Linked DNA regions of Gossypium hirsutum: region 1 is linked to region 2. A link is a contact called in public Hi-C data. All regions are on one chromosome and are shown on one strand. The core of a region is the stretch at or near the end of the contact, and the rest is flanking DNA. Distances in the headings are between cores, read along the strand shown.

Region 1 (6,607 bases), core at 2,709-5,208, 290 kb after region 2:
GTATCACTGTGTCTAAACGTGGAATTTCCATATAAAAAAAAACCTTAAAATGTAAATACGATTTTTCCTTTTAGAGGACAAGAAAAATCCAGACATCTTTGAGATTTTAGAATTGCTTGCAACAATTACGTTTGTTATTTGTAGAGAAAAATGTTACTTACTTCAAATTCTCAAATCACTTATACTTAGAACTGAATTGGCCCCGAAGATAATCAATTTTTATAACTCCATTTTACTTTTGAAAGATCGTACATTTGCCGGAACATCCCAAACGAAATTTCATTCAATCAACAGGTTAATAAATTCACACATGCCGTGCTTTTATCACTGAAGAGTCTTGCACAGAAAAGATATCTGCCTGAAACGATTAAAGACCTAAAAGCAAATCCATGAAGGTTTTATGTGCGTAACGCACACAATAGGCCAAAATTGGGTTAAACAAAGACCACATGAAAATTCATCGACCCACAGATTGCCAAGGAACGGAACAATTAGTAGTACTCAAAAACTATTATTGATGGTACTGCACATCCTCCGATGACTCATGGCAGTTTGGACTGCTATTCACAGGAATGAATCTAAGCATATCTTATTTTCTTTCCAACGATGACATGTTCTCGTAGCTCCAGTGATTGAATAGTAATCACTTAGCTGCATCATCAGGATTAGAGGCCTGAGGAACATTACTCGAAGATGATCCTTTACCTGTTGGGAGGTAAGACCAAGCCAAGGCTGCTGTCCCAAGGGTAATTGCAGTGGCAATTGAACCCCATATCCATCTCTGCCTTCTTTTCTTCCTTTGTCTCTCTCGCCGTGCCATCTCTGTACAAAACAATGAAACAGAACAAAATCAGGTAAACATACTGCATCATATTCTTAAGTAAATCCGCAGCTTGCTGCATATTTCAACAGAGAGAATCAGACTAAAGAAACTAGTTGAAAAAGAAGTCTTGCATTCTTTTTTTCCAAAACAACTGGTTATGCAACTTTAAGAAATCAGGATATAGCACTCACCTACAGCCTCCTGGTTCCTCTGAGACATTTCCTGATTAACAGCCTCATAGTAGTGTAGTCGGTCCAACAATCGGGCGATTTCAAAGTTTTTTGAGTCAATTTGAGCTTCCATCTCCATCTCCATCTCTGCCCTTGCAATTCCCCTTCCAACGGTTAATGATACAAATCGTGCAACATCTGCTTGCTGCCTCAATTCTTCAGCTTGATTCACCAGCTCATCATCTGTCACATCAATAGGATCTGCAGGCAGTGACAATCCCACAACAGCTAACCCTTGGCTGATTGTTTTCCACATATGTAGCATCTTATTTAGAGCTTCTTCTGCCTGCTTCCTCTTCTCTATTTCCATGAGTAAGCTGAGTCTTATTTCACATGCTTCAGCTTCAGTGTCACGATGAATGGACTGTGATCCACTCTCAGAGGATAATTCTGGACGAAACAAGAGATCCAAGTAAAACTTCTATAACAGCCACGAAAATCATTGCACTCAGCCCTTTTCTAAATAAAGCACTACCTATGGTAAAGTTTTTCAAATTTCTCAATATTTCAACAAAAATGTTCAGGTTCCAGGCAAGCTGGGATACACATAAATATGCACACATGAACATAGAAATATCCAAAATAACATGTCTTTTACTGTTAAGTCATTAGTTATCATGTAATCAAGAGTCAAGGCATTTAAACAAAGGCTAGCACAATCATAATATCACAGCCTATATTTAAAAAATTAAGCGCAACCATGCAAAAAAATTAATTTCTAGCAAAAAAAAACCAAGCATCTATATTTAAATATATGCAGTTATATGTAATCACATTCAGATGAAAACAAAACTCAACATACCGTCCCAAGCATCAAAAAACTCTACCCCTGATGTAGCAAGCCTTGCAGCACTTTCTGCCCCAATATCATCATCTCCATCGGTATTAGTTGTGGCACTCATTGATTCCTTTGGATCAAAGAAATCTTCACTTTCATCATATCTGTCCAAGTTCAACGAATGAAGCTTTACCTCGGCAATATCACTGGGCATACCATTATTCATTTGGCTCTTTCCAACTTTCTCATTACTGCTCCCAAATTCAACATCATGGACACCATTCCTGCGTTCATCTTGAATGGAGCCAGAATGGACACCATTTGCCTGTTCTACTTTAATAGGACCATTATTGACACCATTCCCGTGCTCCTCTTCATCAGGTTCATGAATGCTAAAATTAAAAGAACCATCCTTAGATAGATCAACAGACTTGGTTTCTGTCAGCTTCGCCTTCCCATTAACCTCACTTTCTTCAATGGTTTTCTTCTGAGATGATACATTGTTTTCAGAAAAGCTCTTCAGAAGGCGAGGCCCACGACGCTTGTGATTGATGATGTAAGGTGAAGGGGGAAAAGAAGATGGTGAATCAGGTAGTGGAGTTGCCTCAGGAGTAGCATAGAGGGCAGGTGACGCTATTTGGGGATGATTGATCTTCCTTTCAGTTACTGATGTATTATTCATCCTCTCCAGCTTTGAATTGGGTATAAGCTTTGGCTTGGGAATCGGTGGTTTCATATTAGGACCAGATTTGTCAACAGATTTCGAAGCTCCAGGTTCTATTAGCCTATCCAAAGCTATAGCAGTAAAAGTCGGCATGGCTCTGCATAATAATAATAAAAAAAGAAGATAAAGTCAACAAACCTGTATCTAATCATTTTCTTAGGAAACAGAAGGGAAGAAGAAAATCTCATTGTTGCTACAAGTGATAACATTCTAATTTCAATGAAATGGAGAAGATTCACTCAATTAAACTTGTGCTTGCTAACTTTTTGTTCTATCAACCCAGCTAGAAACCTCCATATTTTACGCCTGTCCCTAATTGGAACTGGGAGCTAAGTACAACCATCCAAACCCTAAATCCATACTACGTGAGCCAAAATTAGTGTGATCCCTCTGCCAATCACTCAAATCAACCAGGATAATTGTTAAAGGAAAAAACAGGAAAAAAAAAGAAAAAAGAAGAAGAGTAAAACAGACCAAACAATCTTAAATTCATATACACACATTTATTCAGCACTTCAGCTATACTGCTACAAAAAGATTTTTTTTTTCCCTTTTTAAGTAAAACCAAAACCTATATGCTGATTTTGAATAAGAAAGCATATAGCTAAATTAAATATGAAATTGTGTAGATAAATTAAAGCCCCCATATAAGTATAACTAATTGAAAAATTGAAACCAAAACAAAGCTACCAGACACATGAGAATTCCACCTAATTTAACAGCAACCAAACATAACGAAAAGAAGAAAAAGGATATCTTCTAATCATCTACTTTGACTATTTGATGAATTAAAAAGGGATATCTACGTTAACGATGCAAAACTCGATTACTTTGCGAAGGCTCCGTTTGGAAGCAGAGAAAAGTTAAAACAAATGAACGAGAAAAACCGCAATGGATCCCTAATATAACATAGGTACACCAGCAAATTCAAAAACTGGAAAAAAAGATTAAAATTAACGAAAACCTCAAAACAAATAAAAGAAATCATTAAAGAAAAGCGAAAAAGGAAAAGAAAAGAGAGCTTTATTACCTACTAGGATGCTAAGAAAAAAATAATCCTTCAAGAAGAAACCCTAGGCGCAAGCGGCGGAGGATTCGGTGGCGCGACGAGAAGGAATAGGAGAGATCAGATTAGAGCGCGCGAAGTGAAGACATAAAACGGGGATTTCTTTATCATTTACTTTAAATTTTCTGTTTCTATTTATATAGAAAAAGAAAAAGAAAATATAAATCTGCTTCTGTGATCTTCTGGAACTCGCAAAAAACCTGTTCCCCAAGTTATTATCTTCGCCTCCACTTCTCTCCGCAAAAATTTCAAAAGGCTTGCTATTCGTTGCTGGGGATTTAGTGAAATGTCGGGTTTGACCTTGATTGGGGATGTAGGGTTCAGTTTGGAATGGGGGTAGTTTGGAATATATTTATGTTGGGAGAGGGTTCCAAAGTGTTTGGAAATGTTTTTGTTTCGTGGGCTCACACGACATCGTTTTCACGGGATTTCTACCTTTTTGTTTCTTAATGCATAGTTTGAAACTTCCTTCATTGCCTTTTGCCTTGGGCAAAACGGCAAAATTATGAAAAGTGGGGTGCGTGGGGTCAGCAAATGAATTCACTGACCGCGGCAAAATTAAGCAACGGACATACCCTCTTTTCTCTCTTTTTGTTTTTATTTTTTTATTTTTTATTTGTAAAATAAGGCCCAACCATTTTAATATTTCAATTATAATTAAAACAAACACCAACAATATTTGAGTTGAGTAAAGGATTGTCTAATGCAACAAGAATCTTGTGATAACCTCAGTTATCACATGTTCAATCTGTAATAAAAAATTGTCACTTTTCGATAATATTAATTAAATAAAAGCTAAGTAATAATTTTTATTAAAATTAAAATTAACTTTATTCTTAAAAACACCGACTAAAGGGTTGTTTAATCCAAGAATCTTGTGATGATTTGATGTAATCATAAATAAATAAGGAGGAACTTTTGGAATCTAGAAAATTGAGGGTTAAAGAAGAAAGAGAACACGTGGTAAGTTTATAGTTCAAGGGCGAAAAGTGCTTTGGTAAGGGCTGACCACATGTAAATGGAATCTGTCAATGTCATCATCCAAAATACAAAAATATCTTGGTTCAATGGAATCAACTACTAAATTGGGCTCATCACTATTGTACGGACTACGGATTAAAGATTTCAACAGCCCGGGCTTGGAAAAAAAGGCCCAACTTGTTCCCCTATTTATAGATACCGGATATTGATACGTATAAGTGGTCAGGTCAGCCCAAGTAAAAAAAATTTAAATTCGTTTTTTAGACTCAAGTTTAGCCCGTCATATTAAAATTTTTTATATAAAAAATAATACACTAAATATGCTAAAAATAATAATAAAATAAGATTTATATAATATCTAAATAATAACAACAAAAAAAGTAATAATCTAATAGCAAAATGATAGTAAAACAATGAAAAAACAGTAGCAAAACAATAAAAAATTATAATTTTTTACAAATTCGGGTTGGGCTGAGCCCTAGCCAAAAAAGACTATCCCAGGCTCAACCCGTTTAGAAAACGGGTCTTATTTCTTTGTCAAAGCCCATTTTTTAAATTTATACTTTTGCCTAAACTCTCTCACTTTTCAAATGGGCTTGGCCCGACCTATAGACAAGTCTATAAATTATAATTTATATTTATATCTTTTCTATAGTAACTTTTTTCCCAAGACTAATCCAATTGATAAAATACAATAATATAAAAATTATTAATTTATTAATTTTAACTTTATCATTTCAACTGAAGTCATATTTATGCTACGCTTGATAAGAGTATTTTTTTTACACATGTTTTGATATATGTATTAACAATATATTAATTCAATTGGTAATATTTAGCCACTCCCATGACTTAATTTTAGCAAAGAAAATAAAAAGTTTTCGTTTATTTTGAAGATGTCTTATTTGTTTTTTACAAGATTTTTTACTCACATTTCTAATTTCAAGTTTAATTTTGTACTAACTATTTTATTTTATGTCTAAATATTGTAATATATTTATAATTTATAGGTTAAAATGTGCCACAAGACCTTATATTTTTTTAAAAAATAGGAATTTAATACGTGTACTTTTATTTCATGGAGTTTAATCCCTCTACTTTTCAGATTTCAAATTTCAAGTCCAACTGTTAACACTGATATATTTTTTAATTCAAGTTAATTACAATGTCATTTTTTTTAATTACATGGCTATCAAGTGAGTTTTTTTTTTATTTCAAAAATGTCATAACAAAAAATTTAATTAAAAAAATAAAAAATATTAACAGTTGGAAATAAAAGTACAATGACATATAACATATTTTGACCTAACTGTAATATATATATATATATATATAAAAGTGCAAGTTCGAAAAAACTTTTGAGCTAACGAGAAAATCCTTTATTTTTCCTCATATTACTAAATTTACATTTAAAAATAAATATAATATTTAATTAATAATTATTAGTTAAAAAGGTTGAAGTAAAATAGAAGTTGTGATAGTTATACATTTAAAAGTAATTACAATTTAATAAAAGTTGTGATAATTACACATCTAAAAATAATTATAATTTAATTTACAGCTAAAAAAGTTGTTATATTTATTAATTACAATTTTTAGTAAAAAAAGTTATGTTGATCTTATTGATATAAAATAAATTTATTACTTCAATCAAATTCTAAGTATGTTAATTATCACCTAATTAAATATTAGAGTTAATTATGTTAATTACTTATTATTTTGAATAATGCTACTTTACATTAATTACATAAAGTAAATTTATATTATATGTTGAATATGTTAAAAATGTTTTAATTATAATTTTAAAAATTTCTATTATAATATTTGAATTGATAAGTTAATCTATTTTAATTATATTAATAATTTAAATAAAAAATATTTTTATGTTAATTATTGTAATTAAAAATTTAAAATTTAAAAATTAATTAAATATTAAATGCGTAAAATCACATGTGACGCATGTTACATTAGAAGCTAGTATGCAATAAATAAAATTTTCCCTCAT
Region 2 (5,818 bases), core at 501-3,000:
ATTTAAGTGGATTTCAGTATCCATCACTATGAAGAATAGTTCTTGTCCGATGTATAAAGGGTCGCAAATCCAAGTTTGGTAAAATTTGGCATTATTCAAATTAGAGGTGAGAAAAACTTGATTCAATTTAAAAAAATTGAAAAAAAATAAATTTTAAGTTAATCAATTTGAGTTATTCGAGTCAAGTTGAATTTTACAATTCAAATAACTTAAATTATTCAAATAATTAGAATAAATACCAGACATAAAACCCGAGATTTTTCATATAATTTTTTTCACTTACAAAAAAAGTTTTATTTATAAGCACCTTGAATGAAATACAAATAAATCAAGCTTTGCATTTAAAGAACATTAAAATTTTATCTCATAAATTAATGAGGGTTGGAGTTATGAACATCTACATAAATAGATTTGTAAAAATTTTCTATTTTTCTTCAATAGAAGAATTTTCTTATGTTGTTTGATTAATTTATTTGGTTGCTTATAGATCTTTTTGTTTAAAAAAAAATTCAAATTGAGCTTTCAAGAAAAAAGAAGAAGAAGGAAAAAGAGTGATTAAAAAGACCAATATATTATTGAAAAAATAAAGTAAAATATTAAATTTAGCCCTTAATGTTTATATTTTTATTAATTTAGCCTTTACTTAATTTTTTAGTTAAATTTGATCATTAACCTTTTAAAGAGTCAAATTGTTTTTTTAAAAAAAAAGGAAATATTGACTAAAACATTGAATTCTTATCGATGTTGGTGTGGCAGTCCATGTGCACTTCATGCTAACATAATACTATTTATCTTTAACAAATAATTTAAAAATTATAAAATATTCAAAGAATATAAAATATAAAAAAAATTCAAGAAAATTAGCATGACGTACATGTCATATGGGACACCATTTTTAAAAATTTAATGTTTTAGTTAGGATTTCTGTTAAAAATAACAATTCTACTTTTTTTGAAAAGTTGATCGTAAAATTCGACTATTTTAAAAGATTGAAGGCCAAATTTAACTTAAAAAAGAATAAAAGCAAAATTGATAAAAAGAGTAAACATTTAGGGCTAAATTTAGTATTATGCCAAAAAAATCATAAATTTCGAGGAAAACGTTTTTGGCAGAGCATGCATGAGGTAGATGTAAATTGGATTTCTTGTATGACTTTCTAATAATATAATTTATAAAAATCTATACTAATTTTAAAGTGTTTGATGGAATTGGTATCAATCTCAACTCAGTTAAAAATTATAAAAAAAAAATCATTCTTTTTATAAAGTAACAAGGATGAATGCATTTTTATATTTTTATATATTTATATAAAATTTAAAATAATATTTATATGACAGGAAACATTTTATCATTTCAACTAAAATTCCAATTATTTTTTATATAAATATTTTATAAATTACATAAATATCTCATGTGTCAATAATAGTCATAATATTAATGAAAAGGTATCTATGTATATAACAAGAAGAAAAAGACTAATGGTTGCGGACAAAGACGTGGTTGTTGCCGATAAGATTGGAAAATTTGCGGCATCCTATGAATAACTCCCACTTCAACTTTTTATACTTCTTTTTTAATTTTATTCTATATTTTTATAATTAATTTTTAAACATTTTAAATAAAATCAAATTTCACTTTATTTAATTATTTTCAAAGTCGAGAAAAAGTGTCGGTAGTGATATCACATATGTGGTGTCTCTAAATGATAGTTGATTTATGGAGTGATATACCGACACTTTTCTCCAGTTGTATGATTTTTAGTTTCATATAACTTTTTAAGAACAAAAACTGAAAAAAAAAATTACAAGTAATTGATTATACTGTTATTTTATCCCAAAGCAGAAAATGTTGAAAGGGAAGGAAATACTATGTACGTGTGAAAATAAATACAAGATATAATGCTAGCCTAACTACCCGCTGATCGAAACGTCTATAAATAGGGGGTCCGTGCAAAGTATCTCGATCACACAAAGTAACCATATTCAGCTTTGATAAATAGTGACAAGAGTGAGATAAAATATCCATCGAGATGGAAGTAGTTCAAGTTCTTCATATGAATGGAGGAGTTGGAGAAACCAGCTATGCAAACAATTCTTTTGTTCAGGTATCAATGTACAATAATATGTCATATACGTATCTGTCGATAACTTTTATTGTATGTACTGAGATATTTTTCAATGTTGAAATTGGGACAGCAAAAGGTGATAACCATGACAAAGCCAATCACGGAGGACGCCATAACTAAGCTCTATTGCAGCACTTATCCGGAAGAAATAGCCATCGCAGATTTGGGTTGTTCTTCCGGACCCAACACTTTCTTTGTGGTATCTGAACTTATCAAAGCGGTGAATAGTGTTCGCCAAAAGATCTGCCAAAAATCCCCCGAGTATCAAGTGTTTTTGAATGATCTTCCTGGGAATGACTTCAACACCATTTTCAGGTCCTTGTCTATCTTCCAGAACAAACTGAGGGAGCAACTTGGACCCGGCATTGGACCATGTTTTTTCACTGGAGTACCTGGTTCTTTCTACGGAAGGCTTTTCAGGAAAAACAGCCTTCATTTTGTACACTCTTCCTATAGTCTGCAATGGCTCTCTCAGGTTTAGTTTATATATTAATGAAGTACAGTATAATATAATATATCTGTAATCATTTTAGAATGAAAAATAGCTTGTAATTTATGAGTGGACTATTTTGATTTGATCCAGGTTCCTCGAGGGCTGGAAAATAATAAAGGGAACATTTACATGGCTAGCACAAGTCCACCAAACGTGCTTAAGGCATACTATGAGCAATTCCAACAGGATTTTTCCTTGTTTTTGAAGTGTAGATCAGAGGAACTGGTGGATGGAGGGCGTATGGTTTTGACATTTTTAGGGAGAAGAAGTGATGATCCTTCAAGCAAAGAGTGTTGTTACATTTGGGAGCTTTTGGCCATGGCTCTCAATGATATGGTCCTTGAGGTATAGAATGAATAATTCTACTCACCGTTGCTGGGAATTGAACCGTACATTTGCAGGATAGGATATACAATCTTTTAAAGATAACTATATGAATCAATCATATTTAGGTTATTCCATCAGGGATAGTTATCAATTGGACACTAGTTGATATTATCTATATATATGAGCCACCCCACCTACCTATGTATCTTATCATTTTCCGGAAGTGGAAATCTGATAGTGTCTGGCCAATAAACTAGTAAACTAGGGAGTTAATTTCCTAAAGTATATTTTGCTGCATATATATATATATATATAAAGTTGATAAACTAGATATTAATTAGATAATAAAGAAAACATGAAATAAATGCAGGGAGTGATAGAAGAAGAGAAACTGAACAGCTTCAACATCCCACAATACACACCATCGCCAGCAGAGGTTAAATATGAGGTTGAGAAGGAAGGGTCGTTCAGCATCGATCGACTGGAAGTAACTGAAGTGAATTGGAATGCTTATCAAAACGAAACTGACTTATCTGATGCATTTAAAGATGGTGGGTACAACGTCGCCAAGTGCATGAGAGCTGTGGCTGAACCACTGCTTTTCAGCCACTTTGGTGAAGCAATCATCGATGAAGTGTTTCGAAGGTACAGAGAAATTGTTGCTGATCGCATGTCCAAAGAGAAGACTGAGTTTGTCAATGTCATTATTTCTCTTAAAAAAGCTTGATTATTATTCATCAGTGGTTATCTACCGTGGAACCCCACCACCACCACAAAACAAATAAATATTATATGGTACAAATGAACTGTGCTACGCCACTATATTATCCGATCAAGAATAATTTCATGCTTGCAAGTTGTTTGTAAAATTTTACCACTCTTTTTTTTAATTTCTAAATACATTAAATTATAAAATTTACAAACCAATACCTAAAATTACAAAGTCAAAGTTGACAAATTATCAGTTTTCTTTCTGGTTTCAATGTCAAAAGTTTTATAATTAAAAGCTAAAGAAAATCAACCTTAGCCACCAGCCCACCACCTCATAAAGGAAAAGAAAAGACACTTTCAATCCAATGTTTTTTCATCCAAGGAAACCACAAAAGTTCTAAAATAGTTAATATAGACTATATATCTATGCAGGATAAAAATTTTACCTATTCCAAAATGTTAAAATTTATTCTTAATGCTATTAATTTTGTAGAATTTAAGAAAATTGAATTTTTTTTAACAAGTTCACAAAGGAGTTGATGGAATTTGCAATAGAGATATGGTTAAATATTAGTGCTTTTGTCGTTGAGCCACGGGTTCGATTCTTCTTCTGGGAGGAATTGAACTTAGGATTTAAGAATGAAATCACAATTATCTAACCATTTAACCAAAAAAGCCAATGTGTCAAAAATATTAATTTAAAAAAAAGAGAGTTTAAAACAACATGAAATAAAAATAAAAATGGGAGGGAGAGAAATTAAACTTGAAACTGAAGGACAAAAACACTAACATTTAACTAATTGACCAAAAAAGCTAAATTATCAATTTTTAGTGAAAACGCATCTTGTAGGGCACGTTTTCAGTAGATGTGACTGAAAGCGCACCTTATAAGACGTGTTTTCATTGACACAATAGATAAGACGCGTTTTTCTTTTTTCTAAAAAAATAGTATAAATCGATAAATTAAAAAAAAACTAATTTCTCAAATAACCCTGATAAATGAGAGGTAGGTAAAAGAAAATTCGTGACACATAAGCTAAGTATTATTATTATTTAAAATTGGTTTCGTCTAAAAGGTAAAAAAACCTAATTGTAGCACATAAGCTAAGAATGAATAGTTTTTGTTAATAAATTAAGTACAGAAAAGTATTACTTTAGTTGTATGTTTAAGTAAAGATAGAGATTAAGTCCACGTAGTGTTAAAATTCAACTACTTCATAAATAATTTAATGTAGTACTTCATTTAAATAACGTTATTAATATGACGCCCGCGTTAATGACATGTTATAACTACATTACACTCTTGGAAAAATAACATTATTTTATTTTATTTTTCTTCAATCGAAGAATTTGCCTATCTTGTGTCTAAACTTAAATCTTATTTTGTTTTTCTTCTCATCAAAGAAATGAATTTTTTTTGGTTGTTTATATTAAAAAAAATAAAAAAATAAAAGGGTTATTTAACTATAAAAAGTTTCAAAATGGTTACACAACTATTTAATTTTATCCTTTTTGGTCACTAGCTAGTTAATAGTAATGTCTTTTAAAATTGACATAATAGTAACTTTATCCCTTAATATTTATACATTTTGGATCAACTAAGTCTTGATTCTAAAAAACTTAACCCTCAACTTCTACAAATTGTGTAATTTGGGTAGTTCTAAACATTATATATAAAAAAACCCTCGGTAAAAAAAATCAATTGAGTTCTTATGAAAAAGGTTCACTTAATTGAGCCATCAGTGACAAAAAAAAATAAAAATCAATTGACTTCTTTTGTTAACGGAAACTGTCAATTGAACAGTTTGATCGTTAACTGTATCGATGTGGCTAATGAAAAACATTAAAAGTTAACCACATAGCTATATGTTCATGAGGCATGACAGGTCAGCAAAATATAAAAATTAATTTTTTTAAAATAATAAAAATTGAATTTCGACATGGTTTTCTAAAAACTAAAAAAATTCAAAAATTATGAACAAAATTATTGATAATTATTTAAGAATTCTAAGATATTATAAAAATAAAGTATGAAAATTTTTTAAAAAAATTTAAAAACTTATTTAAAAAAACTAATAAAAATGTGCATTCGAATGTACCAAGACAAATGGTTGTTCATGTTTTATTGAAATTGGATAATTGATTTTCCAGATTCATTTTAG

What was found. A called contact is a pair of places that touch in the nucleus more often than the background predicts.
Region 1: a contact with region 2 is called in a Hi-C map of leaf, with 1.6 times the contacts expected there. The contact joins the promoter of LOC107890490 here to the promoter of LOC107954541 in region 2. A contact is called at or near these places in 3 of 34 Hi-C or Micro-C datasets (callus and leaf).

Annotation. Positions count from the first base shown.
Region 1 is chrA12:15,087,609-15,094,215 of Gossypium_hirsutum_v2.1, forward strand. LOC107890490 reads right to left here and starts at 3,959. Exons shown (of 4, transcript XM_016814945.2): 1 at 3,586-3,959; 2 at 1,856-2,652; 3 at 1,015-1,443; 4 at 338-822. The coding sequence starts at 2,648. The coding sequence ends at 644.
Region 2 is chrA12:14,799,096-14,804,913 of Gossypium_hirsutum_v2.1, forward strand. LOC107954541 (S-adenosyl-L-methionine:benzoic acid/salicylic acid carboxyl methyltransferase 2) reads left to right here and starts at 1,751. Exons shown (of 4, transcript XM_041084000.1): 1 at 1,751-2,104; 2 at 2,196-2,600; 3 at 2,709-2,963; 4 at 3,316-3,814. The coding sequence starts at 2,030. The coding sequence ends at 3,672.